Linked DNA regions of Drosophila melanogaster: region 2 is linked to region 1. Evidence: chromatin contacts called from public targeted proximity ligation data. All regions are on one chromosome and are shown on one strand. The core of a region is the stretch at or near the end of the contact, and the rest is flanking DNA. Distances in the headings are between cores, read along the strand shown. Region 1 holds the start of LanA (Laminin A). Region 2 holds the start of corn (cornetto).

The links.
Region 2: a targeted proximity ligation map of the Kc167 cell line shows a contact between it and region 1, with 7 times the contacts expected there.

What each region holds. Positions count from the first base shown.
Region 1 is chr3L:6,216,286-6,220,177 of dm6, reverse strand. It overlaps LanA (Laminin A), which reads left to right and starts at 2,156. Exons shown (of 15, transcript NM_057269.3): 1 at 2,156-2,584; 2 at 2,929-3,075. The coding sequence starts at 2,363.
Region 2 is chr3L:7,154,686-7,158,684 of dm6, reverse strand. corn (cornetto) reads left to right here and starts at 1,612. Exons shown (of 8, transcript NM_168193.3): 1 at 1,612-2,749. CG8620 reads right to left here and starts at 586. Exons shown (of 2, transcript NM_144196.2): 1 at 171-586; 2 at 1-106. The coding sequence starts at 438. The coding sequence ends at 75.

The DNA of each region.
Region 1 (3,892 bases), core at 907-3,406:
AGCATGCAACGTTTTTGTTAATTATCTTTCTCCATTATTTTTTGTACCGTGCAAGCATTTTTTGTCACTCTGGAGTCGGTGAATTTTAATGAGTTTATTGTAAAATTATTTGCAACTCTTACCTGATTTTCAGATTAATAATATAATTATTTACATGTGAAAAAATTACATTTATTTTTATTTCAAAAAAATAATCGCTTTGAATACTTTGTATATAAATGGAAAACTTTTCGGAATCTGATACTTTATGGCCCACTGTGCAGCTGCTGTGTGGGCTAAGCCAAATCGAGAACTTCTTGTTAATGTTGCAATCGTCGAATTTTTTCCTGAGTTTTTTTTACAAGCACATATTTCCATTAATTTTTTCGGCAATGTTCATTTGCGTGTATTGCATAAGGCAAAGGCGCAGAACCGCGCGATGCGAATTACGTCATCAGAACTCGTTTACATACAGCCATGAGAAGCTGAGAAGCTTAAGCTGCTGCGCAGGCGCAGCAATTGAGGCCAAAAATAAAAAGAACTGGCCGTTCTGACACTCGACACAGTCTTTATCAATGCATTTACTTATGTCATTGCAAACGGCGGAAAACGAGTTTGGCTACAACCAATACAGTTACCAAAAAAAAATACAAAACGCGAAATCCGAATTGCCCCAACACTTTGGTCATGAATTTTGCACAATATTTAGCTGTGATTGTGATTTTCAATAGTTGCTGCTGCTAGCTAGTCTCTGTATTTGGCTCTTTTAATCGGTATAGCAATAAACTTCAAGATTTTGTCGATCGTGGGCTAAAATTGAGGTGCGCAATTTTCGATTCTTTGGTCAGGCCTGAGTGAGTTTTGTAGCAGTTATTTTGCTTTAACAACAATTACTTCAGTAAGCTATTACACTTCTGGGTAAACGAAAGGTGGCAATAGCTTAATGGAAAATCATTTAAATAAGTTTGATTTTAAATGCTACACGAATGGCTAAGCACATATAAATTAAATTACGTTAAAGGCTGCAATAAAAACTTAATAAAAATGTTCGGTGTCTAATAGCAGTACTTTTAAGCTATCGCTTGTGTTGTAATATCAATGCTTAATTCTTTCACAAGCTCTATCCATATTATCAATTTAAGAACCCTTAAAAGTAAGAAATTATCCCAGCTTAACGCTATGAATTTATCAAGCTGTGGCTGGAGTATTGTTGAGATTATTTCAAGCGTTCAAGCTTAAAGTAGTACATTTCAATAGAAGATAGAGTATACATTTTCTTAGTGCTAAAGTCAATCTTCATAAGCGGAAGGCGTTTCACCCATTCCACAACGTTCCCCGATGACAACGAACCGGTTTTCCGTTTTGTTTTGTTCCGATTCCGCCCGGCCGGCGAATGAGAAAAAAAACAAATAGCTGGAAAAGATTTTGTAAACATACGTTCAGAGCAAAACAAAATCGGATAAGCGGACATTCTCTCAGTTAAATTAAAGTGCCAAAGAGAAGAGCACCCGATCGACTGCCGATCGAGCGACTACGAACACCAAAACTTTTGGGGCCTCGGGAAAACTTCTCGCTGCAGTTTAATCAGTTGCTCACCAACTGCGAGACCAGTTAGATGTGCTGCGATGTAATGAGGAAAGAATATTTATCAAGGAACACACATGAAATTTGAATTTTTCGTCAAATTTTTTGGGCATTCTCAAAAGACAATTATCATTATAACTTATAAACACATTTCATGTGAGATGATAGTAAAAGCACCAAACTGCATTGAAATGATGTTACAATCTTGGTCTTAAGTAACTTTGGTTACAGGTGATAGAACTAAGTTAACAATCCTAGCAACTAACGTTCGTATTATCCTAGGTTATGATGAACCCAAGAAGAATGCTGATATAATGAACAAATTAAATACAATTACATATATTTTAAATGATTATATAACCTCATAAGTCAAATGGCGATAATCCGTATCTTTTATTCCGGCTTCAGAATTTTCTGAAATAAGACGGATAAGAGGATGTGAATACATTATAGGGTCGGAAAGACTATCGTTCTCTCAGCTGTATAGAATGCCGAAGACGAGAAAAGCCGAAGGCATACGAAAAGAGCCGATCGGACGACTATCAAAATCAAATTTTTCGGGGTCTCGAGGAAAACTTCTCGCTGCGGTGCCATCAGTTGCTCGAGAAGAGCCATCCAGTGCGGTTGGATGAGCTCCACCAAAGGAATACGAAAAGAACAGTGAAAAAAGTGAAATACAGCAGATAAGAAAGTGAAATACATACATAAGTGAACCGGGAAAGAAAGAGATAGAACCGGAAGTGGTCCGTGGAGAAAGGACTGTCGTTATCGCAGCGCGGGTGCTTGAACTCTCGGCACAATGGGGCACGGAGTGGCCTCCATTGGGGCTCTGCTAGTAATCCTGGCCATCTCCTATTGCCAGGCGGAGCTAACGCCACCATATTTCAATCTGGCCACGGGCAGGAAGATTTATGCCACAGCTACGTGTGGCCAGGATACGGATGGACCAGAGCTCTACTGCAAACTAGTGGGAGCCAATACGGAACACGATCATATCGACTATTCAGTTATCCAGGGACAGGTAACTATAATCGACATCCAGCAACGCCCAAAAATCTTTTCAGTATACACACATGATGAGATAATCTTTAACTTTACACTGAAAAAAAGTTAATGTTTAATTTCAAAATAAAGCTGAATCAGGAGAGATAACAAATTACAATCGATTATATTGGTTATCCAACTTAATTAAGAATTTCTTCAAACTATTATTTAGTTAAAAATCAAAACTTTATATTTCAAGTGTGCACTGCATTTAGACGTCCCCCACATGTGTTGAACATTCGAATTGGGCTCTAAAAATACTCTGGACTGAATTTGGATTCCATTTTCTTTTTCTAACATGTGTTTTCTGCGTTTTTGTAGGTCTGCGATTACTGCGATCCCACGGTGCCGGAGAGGAATCATCCGCCAGAGAACGCGATCGATGGCACCGAGGCCTGGTGGCAGAGTCCTCCGTTGTCCAGGGGCATGAAATTCAATGAAGTCAATTTGACCATCAACTTCGAACAGGTAAGCAGCAGAGAACATAAAAGATACCAAAGGTATCCGCCTAAGAAACGCATAGAGACGGGGAGACGGTGGATGGATGCAACTCGTTTTCGGGTTCGACCGATGGGATCGGATCGTAAAATTTGAAAACAATTTTAATGGGTTTTCATTTCGTCGACGTCGACACAGCAAAAACTGAACGAAAAAAATGTTGCTGAGCTCGAGTATTTGTTGTTGGCAAAGGGGAAGGCTTTGGAGTTGTGGGTTATCAGTATGTCAGCAGTCCCTACATACAATATACACAGAGATATGTACGAACATACATACACACACTTTTGAATGGGAGTTCTCGGTTTACAGGCTGCTTAGAAACCGACTCGGAGCATTGACTTTTTCGAGCGGTTCATTCGGAATGGTTTTTTTTAGCGATAAAGGCATTATGTTTCTTAAGGCACACCAGCATGCGACAAATATGAATTGAGAGCAGCCTGATAATGGGCCCGAGTCGCAAGAAACTACAGTCTTATCATCAGATTGTTTCTCAGTTTGTTCTATAAAAAGTTGTGCCTCGGACTCGCCTACGTTCTTATCTCACTTGCAACGGAAGCGAGTAATCCACGAGGTCGGGAATTTAATTTTGAGAATAATTGCGCTAAGATTTCAACAGCTCAGCATGATCTCATTCGTGTTAATTCCTTAGTTGCACTTTTCCTAATTCACAAAATGCAACTGAATATGAGACATTGGTTTATATATAGACTGCGAAACACCAGGAATGCTGGCAACTCGAATGCTAAATTTGTGAGATACATATTTGCAGAATTATGTACATCGACGT
Region 2 (3,999 bases), core at 363-2,862, 940 kb before region 1:
CCGGGAACGATCCCGCTTGCGGTCATCTCGCGTGTGTCTTCTCCGCGGCATGTGCCCCTCCTTCTCCGCCAGGATCAGCTCGCAGTCACTGTGGTCGGAACTGGAACTGGAAGATGAGCTAGTGTGATGACTATGACTATGATGTTTGCGTCCTCTGTGTCGTCGTTTACCTCCATCGGAGCTGCGGTGCTTGGACTTGGTCTCCTTGATGGAGAGTTGAGATTCCTGCTGCTGCTGCTTCTGGATCTGTTTCATCACATCGTTCAGCATTTTCTGGGCCATGTTGGCCTTTCGAATGAGACGCTCCATCGACGGCAAGGCCATGTCCTCGACTTCCACGGGCGTGGCATTTGGCAATTGGCCGCGGCATCCTTGACATGCATCCGGCCCTGCATTTGCCGCAGTTTGCTCACGTGCCACGTTATCGGATTGCGACATTTTTGCACTAGTTTACAACTGACCCGATAAGAAATTCACTCAACACTTTAATTACTGATTAACTACTGTTTCTCTGAACTGGATATAACTGCTGCGGAATCTGTTGCTTATGTTTCGACTGCTTCACTTGAACACTTGAATTTGACTGGCTTCTGCGGCATTCGGTCGATGAGCTTTTATAGGCAACTTTGGCGCCAAGCTAATCGCGACTTTCGGACTGTAAACATTTGCCTTTCTTTATCAGTCACATACTCATACAAACCACACGATAAATGTGACGTCATCTGAGCTATTTTTAACCAAATCGCATTCATGGGTTTTTGGGAAATTACTTCCATTGATCACGTGTTTTTAATGTTACATAATTTCATTGCCGAACGTAACCTCAAACATATTTCATATTTTTGCGAAATTCTTCTTACTTTTGTATTTCTGCATATTATATGCATTATAAATATTCTGCGTATTTTTATAAGCATACCTTTTATTATTTTTTACGATTTTGTGAAATATGACATTATTTTGATATAATTTTAATTTTGAATTTCGTCCAAGTGTGTAATTTTAAAACAATTATTTTATCGTTTTAAATCATCGAAAATTTTAAGAATATAAAGTATTAAGAAATTTACACAATTTTTTGAAAATGTTTTGGGATCTTAATAATTGCATAAATCAGGTTTAGCACATTATTTTAGAAATACTAAACGGTTAAATATTTTACAGAACTGCTATTTAATTTTAAGGTATAAGACTACGTATAAGACATTACCGCTTGAGACTAGTATTTTTATTGTGGTATTTTCATGATTGCTTTTGAATTGTGCCCGCCAAAATATGCAGTCTTAACCACAAGCGGTTAAAATCATTCCTTACGTTTACTTATATTTAAAAATCGACAAAAGGTATAATAATTCAAAACTATTAAAAAATTTTAAATAAAACTAAACGAGTCTAAGTTTTCTTAATCAAAATAGCTGTTAATATGGATAAGATATATTTGGCGCATCCAATAGATACATTTAACCGCTGAAGAGAATTAACAGTGTGATACGCCAGACTGTTAACAGACTGTTAAAACGCGATTTCCCGGCTTTGGTATTTTTACATTACCATCATTTGGTTTCTCTGATATTTTAAAAATCTATATAAGCAGCTCGCAACGCATTCTCTCTGTAATTTTTCGGGAGAGCGCAGCAGCGCGCGCTGTTTTTTCGGTTACCATTAAAAAATATTATTAAAGAAACATCGTTATAACTTTAATGCCAACGGAGTTGCGGCAATTGAAACTGATTTTTTAAGCAAACGAACAATAAATTCGACGTGGAGTGTGCTTCTGCTCGCCTACATGAAGTAATAGCGATGTATATTATGATTTAGTAAATATAAATCGATTTAATTAATATTTAAACTTGTTGTTTTCCGCGAGTGGGCGCGTTTTGTTACCAAGCCGCTATACGATTTTCGTTTTTCCGACTTTCCTGCGCGCCGAACGGGTTTTTCAACGAAGCCTTGCTGTCTTTTTCCTCGTAAGCAGCAAAAACAAGGCTGAAAAACTAAATTAAAGCGACTCGCTTCAGCTGCAGATTAATCGATGTGCGGCTATAGACTTTTAATTCGCAGATTCATCATCGATTTTTCCTTTGGGCTCAGCTGCAGTGCGCTAGTGTACGTGTATGTGCGTGTGTGTGAGTTGGTCCTGACAATACAAATAAGCCGTTGTGTTAGGTAAACGGAACAACAAAAGGAAGTGAACCAGAGAGAGAAAGAGAGAGAGGAAACGGCAGGACGATACCGAGTCCTTGAGCGATCATTCATGCTCTTCTTCTTCTCCAGCTGCAGCTGTCACGAAATTTCGCGCGTGCACGTGTATGTGTGTGTGTGGGAGACAGGGAGAACGCCGAAGTTAGTAATTTCTCTCCACTTCTCAGTGTTTGTGCATTCAATTTGCACAAAATTGAAGCGACGCGCTAAATTCGCAAATTTCCGTCCGCGAATTGCCATCCATTATTTTGCACTCCCCCCCAAGAGAGCGAGAGCAATAATAGAATTATCAGGCAAAGCAAAAAAAAAAATCAAAACTCAAGCGAAAAGAGAATGCCCTGGGAGGCCGTAATACCAATACCGCGACCCTCTGACATTTCCATCGTCGCCCACCAAAGGAACAACAACTGAGCGACAAAGACAGCAACAATCCGACAAACAAACAAACAAAACAGCAAACGAGCGAATCAACGAACGAAACTCCAGCAGCAGCCTCAACCTCCTCAACCGCTGGCACAGTTTTCCTCCTTCAACTCCAGCTCCGTGGGTGAGTAGCTACAGTGGAACGCCACTAAGTAGAACATTCTGCGAGTTCTAAGTTAAATTGCAGAGAATATCGCTTTGAGCACAAACTGATTAGAAATTGCCTTCACTTGGTCTTAGAAAGTTTACTAATACCAACTGATACATCGTTTTTTTGTTTGTTAATGTCAGTTTTAAATTGAAATCGATTAACAAATCTTAATGTCCTTTTTATATTTTTTTATAATGGATGTGGGATATGGGGGAAAGGCAAATGGCTCTTACGTGTAAAATTTTATAGTTTTTCCATAGCATTTAAGTACAATTAATTTTCTTTACGAAGAAAATGAAAGTTTTGCTTATGTAACAAGCCAAATTTAAGCAAATATTTTGTTTTTTGTATCAGGATAAAAGTTAAGCTTACCCAATCTCCACTGTAACTCATTGGCGGGTAGAAAGTGGTTATCGAATATGAGCTGCGTCTTATGTTGAAGCCACATCGTCGTGTGGGCGAGAGGGTGGTTGTGGTGGGTCAGAGGTGTGTTGGCGTCGTGCGGCTTTGGTTTTTAGCTGAAATTAAAAAGGTCAGGACCGCCGGACTGAGGGGCTTCCGGATTTTGTATCCTAGCCACGTAGTCCGCTTCATTATGCAGCGTTAACTTTGTATGTAAAAGCGTATATACGTATGTACATATGTACATACATATATGGATGTGGCAAGCGGTGAATATAATTTCAGTTGCATGACTTCGGCGATAATCGATTTTGAAGCGACGAAGCAATCAGGAAGAGTGCAATTTAATGTCAGTCCGTCACTCAGTCAGTCAAACAGTCACAACTTGACACACTGCAAAAAGTTATGCTGCAAAATGGAGGTCAGCATGACGTTTTTGCATTAAAGATACAAAGGGAAATGTAGCAAAAACCAAACTTTTTGCTTAAAAAGTTTGGTAATACTTAATGTTTGCATGGATTTAGGCAAGCAATTGCGTTTTAAGTTTACTTAGAAAAGTATATACATTTGTCAAGTAAATAGTATCAATGTGCTCAATCGATTCCCATTTCCTTGAATTAATAATTGGTATATGCTACCATTTTTCCGGCCTGCTTAAATGGCGTTTACCATATTCATAAGCGCCCCGGTTGATGGAGCAGCGGACATGTTAGCCGTTACTCCATAATGCGACAACTTGGCGACTTGAAGTGGGGGATGTCGTAATGGAGAGTGAGCTGAGGAAATCGCTAATTAAGCATCAATTAGTGCAGTTTCCGGTG